Regions from separate parts of the Mus musculus genome. Here region 2 is linked to region 1. A link is a contact called in public Micro-C data. All regions are on one chromosome and are shown on one strand. The core of a region is the stretch at or near the end of the contact, and the rest is flanking DNA. Distances in the headings are between cores, read along the strand shown. Region 1 has its middle 19 kb from the start of Adgrf1. Region 2 overlaps Rcan2 (regulator of calcineurin 2).

Region 1 (2,885 bases), core at 107-2,606:
GTGGATGATTTGTTATTGTTGGAGGTGAGGAAAGGGAAGAAAGGAACAATTAAGAGGAAGGGGAAAGGGAGGGGAGAGGAGGGGAGGGAGAGGAGGGGAGGGGAGGGGAGGGAAGGGAAGGCAGTGTTTGAAAAGTGGAGAGAGTTTCTGATTCAGAACGATTTTTTGTTGCTGTTGTTTTTTGTTTTGTTTTGTTTTGTTTAAATAAGCCAATTGACCAAAGGAAAAGTCAGAACCTAGATAACTTAGAGGACATTCTAGAGGAGGCATTTGGCTGAAAAGTCCAAGAGGAGAAAGGCTGCCTCTGTCAGAAACTGGAGGAGAGATGTATGGGTAGCGTGCTTGTCTGAAGTCCCTGAAGCTGACAATTAGGGAGTCTGTGGCCATGGAAGGTCCCTGAGGAGAGAGGGAGGTGGGAGAAGGCGGGTGTGGAAGAGTCAACTCGGCCATTTTCATGGCTGGAAACCAACCCTCTAAGCCAATGAGAATGTTCTGTAAGGAAGACAAAAGACACTACTTAGGCTGTAGCCCCTGGGGTGGTTTTACTCTGGAGAGATAACCAACTTACTTGTAGCCCTTTCCACCTATTATCTTATCACAGCTTGGCTTTCAACTTAATTAAGTCAGCCTTTATTCTTACAACTAAGCAGGGAATGTTCCGGGGTGAAACATGTCCTAGCCTGTGGGACAGCTTCACTCATTTCCCTCTTTGGACCTGGCTGCCTGCCACTGAGCAAAGACTCACTGTCACCCTGGCCATTCAAATGACACGACTGTCCTTGGGATGGGGGAATTACAGTAAATCTGGTTTGGCAACCCAGAAGGTTTAATAAGGGGCTCTGTGGAAGGGGTGAGGTTTCTGAACCTAGAGCACCCACCAATCTCCTCTGTGCAATACGGTGTTCTGTCCCAAGCACTCTGGCAAGGAAACCATGCTGTTCTTGTGGAGACCAGATCCTAGGGCCAAGTGAGATGCTTATCTGGGCTTGACAGCCTCACGGCAGAGGAAAAAGAGAAAGAAAAAGAAGATCTTGGAACAATTTGGGCCGGAAAACAATAGGATTCTGTATTTCTTGGCAGAGAAATGAATGAATCTTTCTTCCAAGTGTGAAGCAGGCATTAAATCCAAGGACAATAAATGGTGAGCCCAACATTCCAGCAACAGTCTTGGGCTTTCTCTGTGGGATTTCAGCTCCAACAGTCCCACAGGGCTTCAAAGAGACATGTGGGTTTCTTTTTCTCTACTTAAGTAAACAAAATTAAGAGAGAGCATGCACTTCCTACAGCTGTGGGTGTCCCAAATATCTCCTGTTCCTAACCTGACCCCAGCCTAGAGGAGCCCTCTTCTTTTTGGAATTAAAGCCATACACACAGCAACCTTGAGGTCCATAAAGGACCATGAGGGGGCAACCTTCACTGTCAGCAAGGCTGGATTTTTCCCAAAACCTAAGGACTATCCCATGAGAACTGCACCTCAAACTCCCTTTCAATCTCTTTTTCTTTTTTTAAAACACAAACATACATTTCTTGGGATAAGCAAATAAGCATCAACACACATTATATATGTTTGCAAATATAAAGTTGAAGTGACCAGATCTTCCTTGCTGTAAAAGTGATTCCTATGATGTTCTGTACAGCTAGCTCCCCAGTGTGTGAGTGTGTGTGTGTGTGTGTGTGTGTGTGTGTGTGTGTGTGTGTGTGTGTGTGTGTTTTCATTACAGTTCAGTTTGGTTTGGTTGTATACACAGATTTCTTTTTTCTTTTTCGGTTTTTCGAGACACGGTTTCTCTATATAGTCCTGGCTGTCCTGGAACTCACTTTGTAGACCAGGCTGGCCTCAAACTCAGAAATCCACCTGCCTCTGCCTCCCAAGTGCTGGGATTAAAGGCATGCACCACCTTTATATAGCTTTTGCTAGTCTGGCACAAACCATGCAACTTTGGACTGACCTCAAACAGAGAAGGCAATACTCTGGCCTCAGCTTCTCAAATGCTGGAATTACAGGCATGAGCCATCAGTCTTGGCTTCTGTCTGTCTGTCTGTCTGTCTGTCTGTCTATCTACCTGTCAGGCTATCTATCTATCTGTCTGTCTGTCTATCTATCTATCTATCTATCTATCTATCTATCTATCTATCTATCTATCTATCTATCTATCTACCTACCTATCTATCATCTCTCTCCATCCATCCATCTTTATCTCTCGTTTCCTTCTTTTCTTTCTTTTATTTACATGGGCTGTGCTCTGATTCCTTTGAGAATGTCACACTGCATTTAAATCATTTCTCCCTCCCTTCAGCTTTTCTCAATGCATTTGATTCAGTGTGAATTCTTTGTTTGGTTTTTGAGATACGGTCTCACTCTAAAGTACAGGCTAGCCTGGGACTCACTACAAAGTCCAGGTACACCTCAAACCCAGGCTGCTCTTCCTCCCTGCATCTCACAAGGGTTGGTACAGTAGGCCTGAGCCGTCATAGACAGCTCCCTAATACATTTTTTAGATCAGCTTTTATTTACAGCCAAGTAGGAATTTGGTGTTCCACACAAATAAGCAAATCGGTATTCATTGAGTTGTCTTCTGCTCCTGAAGCAGTTTCATGCGGAGGAAGGGAGCATAGAGAAGCTAGCTGGTACTGACCAGAACAGAACTTAAAGTTAGAGCCCTCGCTCCCCACTTCCTGCCCAGCTGGCTGTTTGCCATCCTCATTAAAAAAAAAAAAAGTTGTCTTTGTAGGGGCCTCAAGCTCTTTGTGGAGTCACCTCCTGCCACTTCCCAGAAATCACTCTGCAGCCAGGGAATTGTAAATAGCATTTGCTCCACATCACATGATCCTTCCTCCCACAGACATCCCTCCTCGGGTCCCATGGTTTACATATTCCCACAAGG
Region 2 (2,885 bases), core at 135-2,634, 780 kb before region 1:
TAGGACTGGTGTAAGTATTAGACCCCTGGTCCAAGTTAGTTGATAAGGACCAGTCAGCATGCTGCCCCTGTTTGTACCATACTATGTGACAATCTGGATGGAAAGTAAACCTTAATCCAGCAAGGGAGTAACCCCCTTTGAAATCACTGTAGACATCTTGTGACCCATTTAATGTTGTGTTAAATAAGTTGGATTAAGTGGAGTTTATCACCATGGTGGTGTTTTTTTGTTTTGTTTTGTTTTTTCTAATTTATTTCTTTTTAAGATCAAAGCTCTAAGGCAGAAGAGGATACTTGGGTACTGCTAATGAGAGGAACCCTCTTGGAGCCAGTTTTATCTGCAGGGTGCAGAAGATGATGGTTCAGTGCAGCTTGAGGGCATCTCTGAGCACTGGTTCTTGGAGGGAGAACTTACTAGAAGTGCTTGCTAACCAACAAACCCCAGTGGTGTCAGCAACCCTGCTGACGCTGATCTAATGGAGGTGTGTAATGCTTGTGTGTGCTTTTGTGTGTGTGTGTGTGTGTGTGTGTGTGTGTGTGTGTGTGTGAGAGAGAGAGAGAGAGAGAGAGAGAGAGAGAGAGAGAGAGAGAGAGAGAGAGAGAGAGAGAGAAATCGCATAAAAGCATGAATGTGAAGGTCATGAAACCTAAGGCTGGTGTGGGTGAGAGCTGTGATACAGGCCAGCATGAACATACACCCTGGCCTTTTACTCGTCTTTTTGGAAGACAGCTATCCTTGTTGGAGAGATCACATTTTGTAACCCAGGCTGTCCTAGAATTCACTATGTAGCCCAGGCTGTCCTAGAACTCACTGTATAACCCAGGCTAGCCTGGAACTCACTATGTAATCAGGCTGTCCTTGAACTTGTAACCCTTCTGTCCCAGTCTCTGAAGTGGTGGTATTTCTAGCATACTCTACCATTCCTGGCTTCCTTTTCCTTTTTTCCTTCCCCTCCCTTTCTTCCATCTCTAATTCCTTCTTTCCTCCCATCTTCCATTCCCACTTTCTGCTTTCCTTCCTTTCTCTTTCCATGCCTTCCCCATCCCTTCTCTTCTTCCCGTTCTCCTTTCTTCTTTTTCCTTCCCCACCCCTTCACAACTGCAGTGAAGCACACAAGGAAAGCTAGCCTTTGTTAGGTCTTTTCTTTACCTTGGCTAATATAAAGGGGCACTCCTTCCAAGGCACCACCTGCCTCCCCCTCCCCCACATCTCATTCACACCTCTGGCATGGAGGAAGAAGAACCCAGAATGAGACTGAGTAGCAGTTTGGCCCCCTCTGGTGCAGCCTCTTCATGTGGGGTGCAAAAGCATCTTCAGTTATGTTAATCAAGTCAGGCTGCACATTAGTAAGGGATGTTTTCTGGCTGTGGTCCCATTAAGGCTGACATCTCATTGTGCTATTTTGGGAAACTTTGTTACTATCAAAATTCCACAAAGCTTAACATCTGCTGAGTACCTACAAACTAAAAAGAAATAGCCTTAGCTTTACTGGATTGGATTTTTCTTTTTTTGGCTTCTCTTTCCCCTCGGGCTTCAGCTAATTCTTCCATCATGAGGGTTGACGTCAATACTGTCACTATTCAAAGGGAACAACTGGGCTTAGTTGGGGACAAAGAGCTTGTGTCAAGCCTTTTCCACCCAGGGTGGAGACAATCTTGGCCATGGTGCAGTGAGGACAGGACATTCAGACCAGTTCCTTTTATGGGACAAGGAAAGCATTCATCTGTCACCTGCTTGCTCCCTTGTCTGCGTTAGATTGTCCTGTCCCCTGTGTGCAGAAAGGAGGCCAGGGCCAAAAGCCTTCAAAAATGCACCAGTCAGGGTTTTCCCTTGAGCTATGCTGAGACACATGAAAAACTATCTAGTGTGGGCAAGAGTCTAATGCTCATTCAGGCCTCAGACACTGACTGAGGCTTGGCTACTGTTCAAAGAGATGCCCAACTTCTGTCCTCTAGCTTCTTGAGTGGGTGGGATCAGGTTGGTGACAATGTCTTGGTTCCTGTGGTAAGAAGGAGGGACTGTATTGCAGGCAAGATGCCTCCCACCTGTAATGAGCAGGGTCCTGAAAGGGTCCTGGGTGGTAGTGCCTTCCAATGTAATTGACACAGGGGGGTGGCCATAAGGCCACTTTTGACTCTAGGCAGTGACTGAGCCCCTCCTGCATTTTTCTCTAGACTTCCTCACTGAGATTATAGTTTGTAAACACCAGCGTCTTACAGAGATGCAATGGCAAGAAGATGGTGCAGACATTAAAACAAGAGTCAAAGCTATATAGATTTTAATACGTAGGGAGAAAAAATAATAACCCTTTTTGAATTAATGAAGGGAAGAAGAAACCCTCCTGAGACTTCAGCACTTGGGGACCAGGCCCTAACATATGCCCTGATGGGGAACAGATAGAATCTCTGCTTCAGGGACTTCCCAATGGCAATTTAACATGTAGATGCTTTGTTCCTTAGCACCTCCTGCTGTTCTGGAAGATTCTTACTTGTTCACACTGATGCCCTTATCAGAGGCCTCATATTGACCGCTTGACATCTTCCTAAATACACACTCATGCTCACATCTCTAAGATGGGATCTTTCTATCACCCTTCCAGGCATCTCCGTGAAAATCCTTAGAGCCAGGTACTCCTCAGTTCCTTCCCCATCTACCACCACTTTTGGTCAGTCTCGGTGCTTTCCTCAATAAGACTCTGAAGCATTTCCACACATGTTTCTTCTAACAAAGACCCCATCTGGTGACATCTTTGAAACTTCCAGCCACCTGGAGAACTTCCTGTTTTCCTCACCACAGCAACTAGTCTTCTTAAAACAACAGATGGCAACACTGAGTTATCACATGCTAATAACGTGACTCAGAGGAAGTTGTATAACTGAGCATTT

Evidence for each region. A called contact is a pair of places that touch in the nucleus more often than the background predicts.
Region 2: a contact with region 1 is called in a Micro-C map of stem cell-derived neurons, with 7 times the contacts expected there. The contact joins two enhancer-like sites. A contact is called at or near these places in 2 of 39 promoter capture datasets (pre-B cells and stem cell-derived epiblast-like cells) and 3 of 484 Hi-C or Micro-C datasets (cortical neurons, palatal mesenchyme and stem cell-derived neurons).

Annotation. Positions count from the first base shown.
Region 1 is chr17:43,249,747-43,252,631 of GRCm38.p6, reverse strand. No RefSeq gene overlaps it. Among named protein-coding and RNA genes, the nearest start is that of Adgrf1, 19 kb to the left of the region's middle. Within about 2 kb of position 1,356, at least 23 of the 459 cell types and tissues checked have an H3K27ac peak or open chromatin away from gene starts, as enhancers often do. A contact at or near this core is called in stem cell-derived neurons, where this site is marked.
Region 2 is chr17:44,029,765-44,032,649 of GRCm38.p6, reverse strand. All of the region lies in intron 4 of Rcan2 (regulator of calcineurin 2), which reads right to left. Among named protein-coding and RNA genes, the nearest start is that of Gm34857, 13 kb to the left of the region's middle. Within about 2 kb of position 1,384, at least 59 of the 459 cell types and tissues checked have an H3K27ac peak or open chromatin away from gene starts, as enhancers often do. A contact at or near this core is called in stem cell-derived neurons, where this site is marked.